Regions from separate parts of the Mus musculus genome. Here regions 1 and 3 are each linked to region 2. Evidence: chromatin contacts called from public Hi-C and HiChIP or PLAC-seq data. All regions are on one chromosome and are shown on one strand. Each heading gives the region's core, a stretch centred on a gene start, on an enhancer-like site or on the middle of the called end of the contact. The rest is flanking DNA. Distances are from core to core; before and after follow the strand shown.

The links. A called contact is a pair of places that touch in the nucleus more often than the background predicts. HiChIP or PLAC-seq counts read pairs in DNA pulled down with a chosen protein or histone mark.
Region 1: a Hi-C map of cerebral cortex shows a contact between it and region 2, with 1.8 times the contacts expected there. The contact joins two enhancer-like sites. A contact is called at or near these places in 3 of 484 Hi-C or Micro-C datasets (cerebellum, cerebral cortex and cortical neurons) and 3 of 115 datasets of contacts at active chromatin or transcription factors (astrocytes, embryonic stem cells and neural stem cells).
Region 3: an H3K27ac HiChIP or PLAC-seq map of stem cell-derived neural progenitor cells shows a contact between it and region 2, with 6 times the contacts expected there. The contact joins the promoter of 2310043L19Rik here to the enhancer-like site in region 2. A contact is called at or near these places in 1 of 15 datasets of contacts at CTCF or cohesin (the NIH/3T3 cell line), 1 of 484 Hi-C or Micro-C datasets (neural progenitor cells), 4 of 115 datasets of contacts at active chromatin or transcription factors (differentiating embryonic stem cells, embryonic stem cells, neural tube and 1 more) and 1 of 9 other capture datasets (embryonic stem cells).

Annotation. Positions count from the first base shown.
Region 1 is chr1:177,571,481-177,575,408 of GRCm38.p6, reverse strand. All of the region lies in intron 2 of Gm30013 (a long non-coding RNA gene), which reads right to left. Among named protein-coding and RNA genes, the nearest start is that of Gm51282, 6.1 kb to the left of the region's middle. Within about 2 kb of position 1,893, at least 26 of the 459 cell types and tissues checked have an H3K27ac peak or open chromatin away from gene starts, as enhancers often do. A contact at or near this core is called in cerebellum, cerebral cortex and cortical neurons, where this site is marked.
Region 2 is chr1:176,992,172-176,995,919 of GRCm38.p6, reverse strand. The region is part of intron 16 of Sdccag8 (serologically defined colon cancer antigen 8); the gene reads right to left. Among named protein-coding and RNA genes, the nearest start is that of Gm15423, 53 kb to the right of the region's middle. Within about 2 kb of position 1,564, at least 147 of the 459 cell types and tissues checked have an H3K27ac peak or open chromatin away from gene starts, as enhancers often do. A contact at or near this core is called in cerebellum, cerebral cortex, cortical neurons and 4 more, where this site is marked.
Region 3 is chr1:177,640,098-177,644,325 of GRCm38.p6, reverse strand. It overlaps 2310043L19Rik (RIKEN cDNA 2310043L19 gene), which reads left to right and starts at 1,383. Exons shown (of 3, transcript NR_037994.1): 1 at 1,383-1,619; 2 at 2,212-2,316; 3 at 2,429-2,784.

The DNA of each region.
Region 1 (3,928 bases), core at 644-3,143, 580 kb before region 2:
ACACTCAGGAGTCTGCTCAATAGCTCTCCGTCAGACACAGAGGGCCTGCAGGCTTTCTGTAGGCCAGTGCTGGCCTCTGGAGAGATCTATCTGTTCCCAAAGCAGGGCCAGCCATCAAACTAGATCTTTGCAGTCTGCCCCCCAGTGTGACCATGCTCCCTGCAATGGATGGGAACAAGAGGACATGAGGAGGTTCTATGGGAAAATACCCCATTTCTTTGAAGCCTGTTCCTTTCTGTAAAGGGTGGTTTCTATAGAAAGTAAATAACTTTAATTATTAAAAAAAAATGACAGCGTATCACTTCTCTTTGGAATAATCTTTGTATTTAATGAGAACTATTATTATTTCTTTATATAAACAATCCAAGGATCTTGGATTTAAAATTAATTTGACCATTTATTTTCTTTTTTCTCCTTTGAAACAGAGACTTACTATGCAACCGAGGTTGGTCTAGAATTTGCTATGTACCCTAGGCTGGCCTCAACCACCTCACCCTACCTCAGTCTTGAAACTGCTAGGATTTCAGGCGTGTGACAGCACAGCCAGTAAAAATTAACATTTGAGTTGCAATGACTCACATTTAGCTGGTAACTTCCAAAAGGCTGCAATTGCATGTTACATACATATGTTTAAATTTTTAAAATTAAAAAAAAAGTGTTTTTTTCCCCTAGATTCATGTTTTGTTTAGATAGAAATTCAGTGTCCTAGCTTGATGGAGCAGTGCAGGGCCTTTTCTCTTCTGGGGTCCCACCTTGAGCAAAGCTTTACTGGTTCCCACCCAACCCTGGCTTAACCTGGTGTCCTCTCTGTCTCCTTGTTTCGCTCACAGATTGTCCTCTAGTTTCAAATGCCTGTCAGTGAGCTGAGATGACAGATTTGCCTGTGCTGGTGTGCCGAGGCAGTATGTAGTTGAGCTCAAGCGTCCTGGAACCAGCTCCCGTGGCACTGCTGTGCCCTGTGGTGACTTTGAGGGCAGGAGTTGAGGTGAACGTGAATCCAGGGGAACGGGAGAGCAGAGTGGTCTACGTGACTCCCAGCATCTCACTGGGCAAGGACAGCACTATCCTGCATCTTATTTTTTTTTTTTTCCAATTTTTGGGTGTAGACTTCTGAGCCACTCTGGAGACAATAGAACCATCCCCAGTGATGTCCAAAGTGACATGCCCTTGCTCATCTCAGCCCCAGACGGTGAGCGACAGTGAACTTTCGGTGCCTAGCAGCACTTTGTCATATAGAGTGGGTTATTAATACTACCCCGGAGCCTTGGCAAACACCATCCTCCACCACATTCCACATTATACTTTTTCGTAAACATCTTATCTCATCCAACCCAACATAGCTCCTAATTCTTTATATAACCATGAAACTCAACACTCCACCTTCGTTGGATGGGTCCTTCTCAAACTTGCTCTATATTACAACAACATTAATTGCTATTTTATGCTCATCCACAGACAGACATCTTCACAACTTCTTGGTAACTTACAAGTGCACTGGTTGACAGCATCCTCAATTAGCAGAGTCATTTCCATATCCTGGACATATACATTGATCAGAAAAGATGACAATTTATTTTTAGACAGACGCAGCCTGCATAATTTAAATATATTTCCCATTTGGCAAAAATGGTGTTGTAGCTAATGTATGTTCAATATTTCCAAAAACATTGGTACTTTCCCATAAATATCTTCCATATTTTTTTTCAGTGAGTAATAAAAAAGGTTGAGGTGGGATGTGTTTTAGCCCACCACATTATATCACTCCTATTTTTCCTCTTTGTTGGATGGCAATCAGGGGCCCCGATGCCAAGCTTTGGAAGCAACAGCATCTGGCTCCTTGGCAGAACCCGCAGGCAGACTTGTTGCCAGCCTCTAAGCTGTGTCTGGGTCTGTTGCAGGGTTTGGCTGCAGATGGGCGCTCTGGGTTGCCTCGTGCTTCTGGAAGCCAGTCCTGGCGTTCCTTTTATTCTGAGGACTTTACTCATTTTTATTCATTTGTGAAGAAGGGCCCATCCAAATGTTTTATGAAACCAACACAGGAGAACATTAATGGATCAAGTTTTGCCTTTGAAGAGGCAGAGGTCAGTGTGCGTTTAGGCAGGAGACACCACACGCTGAAGACAAGTCCACGCGTGGGCGAGCATCGTCCCTTGAGCTTCTTTCGATTCCACAGAGCTCTGAAGGAGGATGGATTTGTATTCCTGTCCCTCCCTCCTTCCCTCCCTCCCTCCCTCCCTCCCTCGATCCCTCCCTCCCTTAGGATGGGGCTGCGTGCTTACTGGAAAAACAGAACCGGGGAGCTCAGCCATCCTCAGATGGAGAAAGCCTCCTGTTTCTTTTGTGGTTTTAATGGAACCAGACCCCGAGGACACAAGGACCATGGCGGAGGTCCTCTGTGCTCTGCTCTCTTCTACTGTGTTATTGTTCACCTGAGTATGGAACTACACTATGACAAGAAAAAACGGTGCACATTAAGTCTTAATTTAGTCTGAGCTAAGCACATACATGGAAGATGGAGCACTCTACTAGCTTTTGCCAAGACTGTGGCCTCTAGGGCAAGAGTTTCCGGGTTTCTTAGAATTTTGAAATGCTCTCTCCAGCTTGATGGTGCAGTCCTGTGATACCAGGAATTGGGGAGCAGACGAATGTTAGGGAGTTCAAGGCCACCCCGGGCAACATAGCACACTAGATTCCATCTCATAAAAACAACAAAACCCAAAGACACCCAAATCATAGCACCCCACCAACAAAAGAAAGAAACACTCCTAGTACCATCCATGCTACTTATCACCCAGATCCACTAAAACCAAACCAAAATAAAACAAAAAAATCCAACAAACAACAACAGCAACAAAAACCTCCAAGTCTGCTTGAGGCAGAATTAAGAGCACTAGCTGCTCTTGCAGAGGACCTGGGGTCAATTCCCAGTGTGTACAAGGTGGCTCACAACCATCTGTAACTCCAGTCCCAGAGCATCTGATGCATTCTTTTGGCCTCTGTGAGCACATGGTACACAGATATGCATGCAAACAAATCACCATACCCATAAAATGAAGGAAAAAAAGCAACAAATCTCTGATTTGCACATACACAATACCACTATTTTAATTAACATATATTTTACTCTTGTTCTGAAGATGTAAACATTTTGTGGTGTCTCCTGAGTGTGTTCCTCTCATTGACTTTTTTATCGGTAGCTTATGATTGAATACCTGCTATTTTGTCAAACACCAAGTCCTGCTCTCGTGGTGTTTATTTTCTATTAGAGGAAGGATGCTATGAAATTGACTCCCGAGATCACTGTAGACGGAAAGAGTGCTATTAGGAAAATAAAACTGTAACATGCAGAACATTGTAGTGGAGGTGGAGAGCCATTCAAGACGGATTTGGGCCCACTTCTGGGCATCTATCCAAAGGAAATAAAATTACTATCTCAAAGAAAGCTGCAGAAGCTGAGGAGATGGCTTGGTTGAGAGCGCTGGCTAGTCTTGCAGAGGACTCAGTTCAGATCTCAGAAACTATACTGGAAGGCCTGTAACTCCAGTCATGGGGGATCTGACACTCTCTTCTGGACTCTTCTGGCACCTGCACATACATGTGCAAACACGCGCGCGCGCGCGCGCACACACACACACACACACACACACACACACACAGAGTAACGTGTAAGGTGACGTATATGTCAATCAGCTTGTTGATAGAATCTCTTAAGTGTATCCAAACATCATGGTAAACATCTTTAATATGTGAACTTTTTTTTGTTTTGTGTGACTGTGTGTGTGTCCATGCATGCATATGTATGATCATGTGTATGCATGCAGAGGCCAGAGAAGGGTATCAGGTGTCTTCCTCTGTCACTCTCTGCCTTACTCTCCTATACCAGAAGCTTGTTCATTTAGAAAGGTTGACTGGCCAGCAAGCTCCCAGC
Region 2 (3,748 bases), core at 315-2,814:
TTGGTTCTGTGTGTGGGGAGGGCGTCCAGCTGGGGTCAGACATGATAGGCAAGGCATCAATATTCGGTATGCTCTGTTCCCACAGGGCTCAGAAAGGCCAGGAGCTGACTCACCAGTCACTCTCAGAGCTCTCAAAGGTTAATGAAGATTTGCTGAATGCTTCTCTCAGGTCAACCCACTGCTTCCTTGGTTGTTCTCAGCCATTCGACCTTCTATAAGCCAACTTTTGTCACATCTGAGCCTCAGAGTTAGCTATGAACTAACTTTTCCAGCCACTGGCGATTTTACTGCATGTACAAAGTCCTCTTCTCAGCAACAGAGCACAATGCTTGCCTTGCGATGGCCATGTACTGCCAGTACCCTAGGTCTCAGCGCTCAGTTTATGCTTATTCTGAACTATAAAATAGCATCTGAGCTCTCAGATGAGCCAGGGAATGGCAGGTATGGCCTAACAGTGCAGTGACTTCACTGGTAGAGACTGGAAGACCTACAACAGTGGGAGGGTATGCTCTCATGTGCTCACTATGGCCTCCACAGATTTGTCTATCTCCTGGGATCAGGATGGACACACAGGCCCCTGGGAGTTAGACAGCCTTCCTGCAAAAGGCATTTGTCAAGGCCCTGAGAACTGTAGGACTGAGCCTGGAGCCCTGCGGAGGACAGAGGAACAGCACACGGGAGCAGGGCTGCAACATGACTAATTAATTACCAAATTGGGGGCAGAGAGGAGAGTTCACAGGGGCCTAGAGCCCAGAGAACCCAGCCTTGTAATTAATAGTTGAAAAGTTCTAGTCAATTCTCAGAGTTCGAAGAACATTAAAAGAATACTTGATGCTGCGGGCAGGGAGGAAAGCAGCCGCCGCCCCAGGGCCAATTGCCTCTCCAGCAGCGGCAAGGCTGCTCCCCTGCTCTCAGGACCATTTGTTCCATTACACAATCTCCTGAAGCCATTTAGAGAGAGCTCAAACAACTGCCTGTACCAACGCGACACATGGCTCCCCATTCCGACTCTTTGCTAATCCAGACGCTCCAACCATCTTTCTTTAAGATGCCATATGGTTGGCAGAAGCCTGTAGATCTTCTAGCAGCACATCTGTTTCTGCCTTTCTCCTTCCCTCCATCCCCCAACAAAAGAGGGCTAGGAAGGCAGCCTGAGAGGAGGCTCACTGTGCCCCTGCCTGGCTGGAGGCTCCTCTTACTCACTCTGACACAACAAGGCTTTTAAGGGGATGACCAGGAATTATTTGGGACTCCACCATTTTTAACTGTGGGGCATGGCGATTTTCTTTTTTTTTTTTTCTTTTTTTGACCTATTGATGATTTTAAAACAAAATTTGAAAAATAAAACATAGAGTCTTGTCTCCCAAAAAATTGATTATTTTAAAACCACTTCTGAATGGCCTAGTGGGATTCTTTCAATGCAGTCTTCTACCAACGAGCCTCCTCCCTGGCTTGAGTAGTTTCTTTTCGGTCAAGGAAGACAGACACACTGAGAGGAACAGACCCTGAGCTGGCTTTGTTAGCTAGCATAGCGGCTGTATGCTAATGAGGCAGCTCCACAAGGGGCTTTTTTGGTGTGATGAGCAGAGACTGTTGACACTGTTGCAATCCTGGCTCTCCTGGCCTGTGAGTCCATGGGCTGTCTCCTTGGAATCTGGCCCCCAGTGAGACAGTCTATTCAACTGTCTGATGACTGAAACCTGGCTCTCTGTAACCGTGAACAGTTGAGGGTGGGGGAGAGGGGAGAAAATAGTCTATCAGGCCCACGGTCAGAGACACCAGGGAAACTGGCAGATTTCTTCTGCACAGATACGTAGGACAGATTCACGGCCATGATGAAAGCCTTAGGAACAAAGTACTGATAAGTGCAGGCGAGGGGCACAGTGACCGCCTCTGTTTCTGGGTGCCTGGCACTCAGCAGGTGGGGCTGTCTCAGTGCCACAAGAGGAGCAAACTAAGTGTCTGACCTCCGTGTAATTTGGTTTGGACCTTGTGTTGGCTAACCACACGCAATTCCTCGTGTCTGTGGGAATGTGGTAAAGGCAGGAAGGAAGTGACTATCCTGCTGAGGCCAACGGAGAACACCGGAGAACACCGGAAGGGAGAGGCACGCCTTGGGTGCTGTGCATGCTGTCTGAAGCATGTCTTCCCTTGCCTCGCCCGAGACCACGAGAGACAGGTCCTTATTTCAGTTTGACAGAGGAAGAGACTCATGTTTGGAGGGAGGGAAGGAAACAACATCAATAAAAAAGTCTTTAGCAAACATCTATACGTAGGAAGTTGCCAAACTCCAAGGCCCAACACAGGTCTCACAAGGGATGCTAGGTCTGCTTATGCAGGTAGCATTGTTCATAGGGCCCATACTGTGGGCCAGAGAGCAGTAACACCAACTGGCTAGAACCAGTATGCAGACAGGGGAACCAAACTGTAAATCCATTACTTACAATCTACAACAGGAATAAAAAGTTCTTGTAACTGAAATGTAAAGCATGAGGAATGGCCTGAGAAGCAGAGCTCTGAGACAGGAAGTCAGCAGCATCCGTGCACACAGCCGCAGCATCCATGCACACAGCCGCAGCATCCATGCGCATAGCCGCACAGCCACAGTGTCTGCACACACAGCCACACAGCCACACAGCCACAGCCGGCTGAGCCACCTTGAGGACAGGGTTGAGGGTTCTATCTTTAGAAATGTCTTTGCGGCCTAGGGCTGCATGTTACAGAGAGCAGTGGTTTTTAGTGAGCTGATGTTTAATGCTGTGAAGGAATATGGCTTAGGCACATTACATCAAAGCTATATGTCTTACCATGAAATTCATGAAGTAGATGTGATACTACTCAAAGAAAATATAATAACCCAAACTAGATAACAAGAAGTAAATTCTTCCTCCCATGATGATGATGAACACAGCTGACTACTAGCACTCTTTTGGACTAGTCTCATGGAGATGTAGGTACACAGAATGACAGATTTGCAGGTAAAATCAAATGGACCTCAACTGAAATCTGAGCATGATCCTAAGCAAATTCTTGGAAGACTGATTCTTGCTTTACAGTCTAAAGCAATGCTACCTACCCTACAGGACTGTTAGGAGAATTAGAGATAGTACATCAAGGGCCAGGCCCACTGAGCACCTTGAGTGACTTTACAGGCGCTGCAGTTGTTATTGTAATGGCGCTGCTGAGCACAGACAAAGTTCTTTCTACACGCATTAGCCCATTCATCCGAAAAGCAGCTCTGCGAGGTCGGCAGCATCTCTTCCATCTAATGACTGGGGCAACGGAAATTCAGGAACAAAGACAGGGTGATAAGCAGTGTAAAACTCTCCACTTCTTTCTTCTTCTTTTCTCCTCCTAACAGAGTCTGACTATGTTGTTCAGGCTGGTACCAAGTTCCCCGGTTCAAGCAATCCTCCTGCTTCAGTCTCCCAAGTAACAAGACCTGCGGTTGTATGCCACGGTGCTCAAGTGTTTTGCTACCCAGTTGATCTTAACGTTATACATCACTAATGCCACCATGATGCTCATTTTACAGAGGCTAAGGAGCACAGGCAGTATCTTGTCTTTATCTCATGGATAAATGAGCCAGCGTCCAGGCCTGACCACAACACTAGGTTTCTCTCTTACGTCCACACTGCTAACAATGAAAATAACAAAGTGAAGATAGGATTAAAAGTCAAACTTCTGTGAAAAACCCTGGCTCTGTTGTTCATACATTTGCCACCTCATCATCTGATGAGACTGAACC
Region 3 (4,228 bases), core at 134-2,633, 650 kb before region 2:
TACACAGGGTTTAGAAATAGAATCACTGTTACGCAAAGGAGGAAACCCTGAGCAGTTTTACCGTCTTTCAGATAACATTGATTTTTTTTTGTTCTCTTTTAAATTATGTGCTATTAAAAAAAAAAACCCCAAAACCTCACTTGGTAACTTTTCTTCTGTGTCTGTATCCTTTCACCCCATACACACAGCCTGTTGTTAGATCTTGTAACTCCTTGTAAAATCCTCTTAGGATGCAGCCCTGAGGTAGTTCCCATTCCTTTCTCAGTTTGAAACCTGCAGCCTTGTGCATGTTAGACAAGTACTCAACCCTGTGAATTGCACCACAGCCCTGACTCCCGGGACTCTAAGCTAGCCTCTAGGTCTTCTATTCCTTCTGGTGGTTCTGTTCCAGTCAGCCTGACTTCCTGGAAGTGTCATGAGCCTGCTGGAGCAGACATGGACCAAGAGAGCCCAACAGCTGGTGGCTCCCCATGTGTTCTCCTGGCACCGATTCATACTATGTGTGGATCCGTAGACAGCCAACCTGTGCTTGCATGCCCTCCCTCTCCTCAGCCTGCCTGCCATCAAAGCTCTGGGTTCTGGTTTAAAAGTTATTGGGAAGTGATAGGAAAACTAGTCCTATGGGCTGAGGCTAGCTCAGTGGTGGGCCCTTGGTTAGCTTGAGTGAGGCTGAGTTCCATACAGCACCGGAGAAAGGCGCGCAGGAAGGAGAGGAAGGGAAGAGCTGAGGGAAGAAAGAGAGCCAAAATGGAGGGTGTTGGGCAGAGACAAGACAGAGCCTAAAGCTGGTGCTGCGGTCTTAAACATCTCCTTTGGTTTTAGGCCTCTCAGAGGCTTGACAGAAAAGTTCACTGCTCCGCGGATTTCTTGTTCTGTTCCCTCAAAGTCCTCAGTTCCCTGTCCATTTGTCCCATCACTGAATCGGCTTCCCTTTGCCAGGCCATGCTGCTGGGTCAAAGTGTGCCTCTCTATTATTAACCTGTTTAACAGCTGAGAACAGTGAAGTACCCAGAAGCTACGTGACCCACCCAGGATCACGTGGCAGTGAACCGGCTGAGACTCACCCTTCTGAGGCTGGTGCTGCCTGCTGCCCTTGGCTCAGGCAGAACCGTCCACAGACATTCACGAGCTCGTGTTACATACAGGGCAAGGTCTCAGTAGAGGCTTCTCCTCTTCCCACTGAGTTCAGTGTCAACACAGCAGTGGAGAGAAGTGATGTGGAATCCTGGGAGCTTTGTTCTGAAGGGTCTCTTGTGGCAGAGCCTGGGGACTGTTGGTGACATTTCCATAAGTGTGACACTCTGCTGGTTGGATTAGGAGGTCCTGGGTAGTAACTGAAGAGTTCACAGTGGCCCTCCACTGACAACGCTATGTTCCAAAAGGGCACAGCAGCTGTTCAGCCTGAGGGATAGGGACAGAGGCAGAAGCAGGCATGCAGGAAGCTCACCCTAGGGAGTGCCTGCAGTGAGCCAGGCACCTTAAGGAGCCTCTCCAGGGATGCTTCCTTTGAGGACTTCTATCCACTCCCAGAACTCACCTGACCAACTCCTGTCCTCCTCCCGCTCTTGTTCCTGGGTGAGGAAATCAAACCCAGAGCTTCTAAGTGGAAAGCAGAGTTGGTGAGTCAGAAGGTTCCAATGCTCTCCCCTCCTCCCCTCTCCTTTCCTCCCCTTCCCTCCCCTTTCCTCTCCTTTCCTCCCCTCCCTTCCCCTCCCCTTTCTTCCCCTCCCTTCCCCCCTTTCCTCCCCTCCCTTCCCCTCCCCTCTCCCCCTCCTTTATCCCTCCTTTCTCCCTCCTTCCCAGTCCCTTCTCTCCTCCTCTCCTTTTTCTTTTTGAGACAGAACCTCACACTTGTAACCCAGGCTCCCAAGCTTGCCTTCACTCCCAGCAATTCTCCTGCCTCAGCCTCCCAAATGCTGGGATTGCAAACACAGTACCATTCCGAGTCAAGAAGTCTTTCTTTGAAGGGACCCGTCTAAAACTAGCACAGATGAGTCCTGTCCGTGCTTTCTTCCTTTCTTATCCAGTGAGTCATGGAAGGAGCCATGGGGAAGTTGGTCTTCTCCTCTAAAACCCTTGCTGAGTTTCCCTCCAGAGTGACAGTGGCTCAGGGGCACCATTTTGGCTGCAGTCCTGTGGAGTTTCATTTTCACATTTTTATTGAAAAATCGAAATCTGGAGAATTAGAGCCTTTCCATATTGATTTTCCAGGAGCAAGTGAAAATTGCATTTTGTATAGGACTAAGGAAGTGGCACCTTGAGTGGTGACAGGGCTGACGTTGGAGATGACGTGAGACCAGGAGAACAATGGCGCTGGTGGGTATAGCCTCTGTAATTTTTTGATGTGACAAAGGCAGGAATGAAGATTGATCCACACCCATGTGACTCGATTTCTTGCATTATGATGTTAATTTCATTTTGTTTTCAGTGAACAGGAAAGAAAAGTGGGAGCTTCAGGGAACAGAAAATTCAAGTTTCACCTCGTAGCATGTTGTGGTCAGGTATCAAGTCCACACACACACACCTCTGCTCTGGCCAAGCTGGTTGCTTTGGGACAATGTGGAGAACCCACTGGAATTCCAACTAAAGTATTCACGTTGAGGCCCACCTCTGTGTTCTGGGTTCAGATCCTGCTGCTACTGTACTCTGACAAATTATATAATTCTCTGAACCTCAATTTTTCATCTGTAAATTGAGGATATTGAATAAGGTAGTAAGACTTGGGCGATTGGATTAAGAAATAAATATTGGCTAACCTAATGAATAAATAAGACGGCTGCTATACATCATTTGAATTGTTAATTAAGTGTCTGTTGTGTGCAATGACAGTCTCTTGATGAGGTAGAAATAACATTTTTTTTAAATTTTAACTTATGTTAAATATAATGTAATACACACACACACACACACACACACACACACACACACACACACACTAGTATGTGTGTAGAGATGAGGAGACAACAGGTAGGAGCCAGATCTCTCCTTCCACTACATGGGTCCTGGGATCAAACTCAGATTGTCAGGTGGCAAGTGCCTTTCCTTGCTAATCCTTGCTAGCCCCAAGACTGAAGCAAATCTTGAGGCAGTGTGAAGTGTCACAGGGGTTGTGACACTGGGGTGAACTTGTCTAAGGTGTGCTCAGGCTGCTCATCAGGCTCAGTACCTCCTGGTTGGTTGTGAGAGAAAAATTACCATTCCCTGCAAAGTTGCTTTCTGGGAAAGACATGTTGGGAGTTCACACGCAGAAGTAATTGGCTCTCTGCTTGCTACATCTTTTTCTGCCTACCCTTTTAAAACACCTGTACAATGTCCCATCTTTCCCCTTTTCCACACGCAGGCTGATCACGAACATCAACCAAAGCCCACAAAATTATTCTGGCAAAAAAAAAATAGATATGCTTCCGCAAAGCGGATAAAGATCCTGCAACTCTGAATGAGGACAGCGAGGAGACACTGAGCCAACTAACTACTGGACACCCCCAAGGTGTCCCCCAGACACCCCGGCTTTTAGGATAACCCACAAACATTTCAGCCAGATGTGCCATTCTTGGAGCAAGGAGTTAAACAACTGCTCTGGAGACTAGAAGCACGCCGCGCATGCTAAGTAGCTTTATTGTTTCCTTACAGCGTGTGTTGCTAGGAGCGGCACCAGCAACAACGTGGTGCGGTGTGTTACTGCTTGGGAATTAGTGAGAAGCAAGCTCAGCCGGAAATACTGAGTGCCAGAGAAGAAGAGAAGAAAATGCTGGGGGTGGGAGGAAAGGGTGGGGAGAGAAAGGGAGGGATGGGTGCCTGGGCTTTGAAATTCTTTCTCTTCAATGGATCCTCTTCCAACCTGCCTGAGTACGGCAACTGGACCCCGCATGTGACAGGAGCTACAGATGGATCACGTTTCCTACACGCAGCTGTAATATCTGGCACACAGGTGTTCGACTGTTTGCCAGCTGCTCTGCAGCAGCCTGCTTCTCGCCTTGTGTGTGTGTGTGGGGGGGGTACTGGGGGAAGCCCCACACTTGTTGCTGGAAAAAGGGACAACGGGGTGGCTGGAAAGTTCAGCTCCCCCAAGTACTCAGAGTTTGAATTAGTATGTGGGTCTCCAACTGGGTCTGGAACCTGACTCTAAGGTTCTGGAGCCTCTGCCCACAGACTTACTCAGGATAGGCTACAGATAGGGGGTGGGGATGGGACAGGATGGGGTATCTTCAAGTGTAGCAGGCAGGCCCGA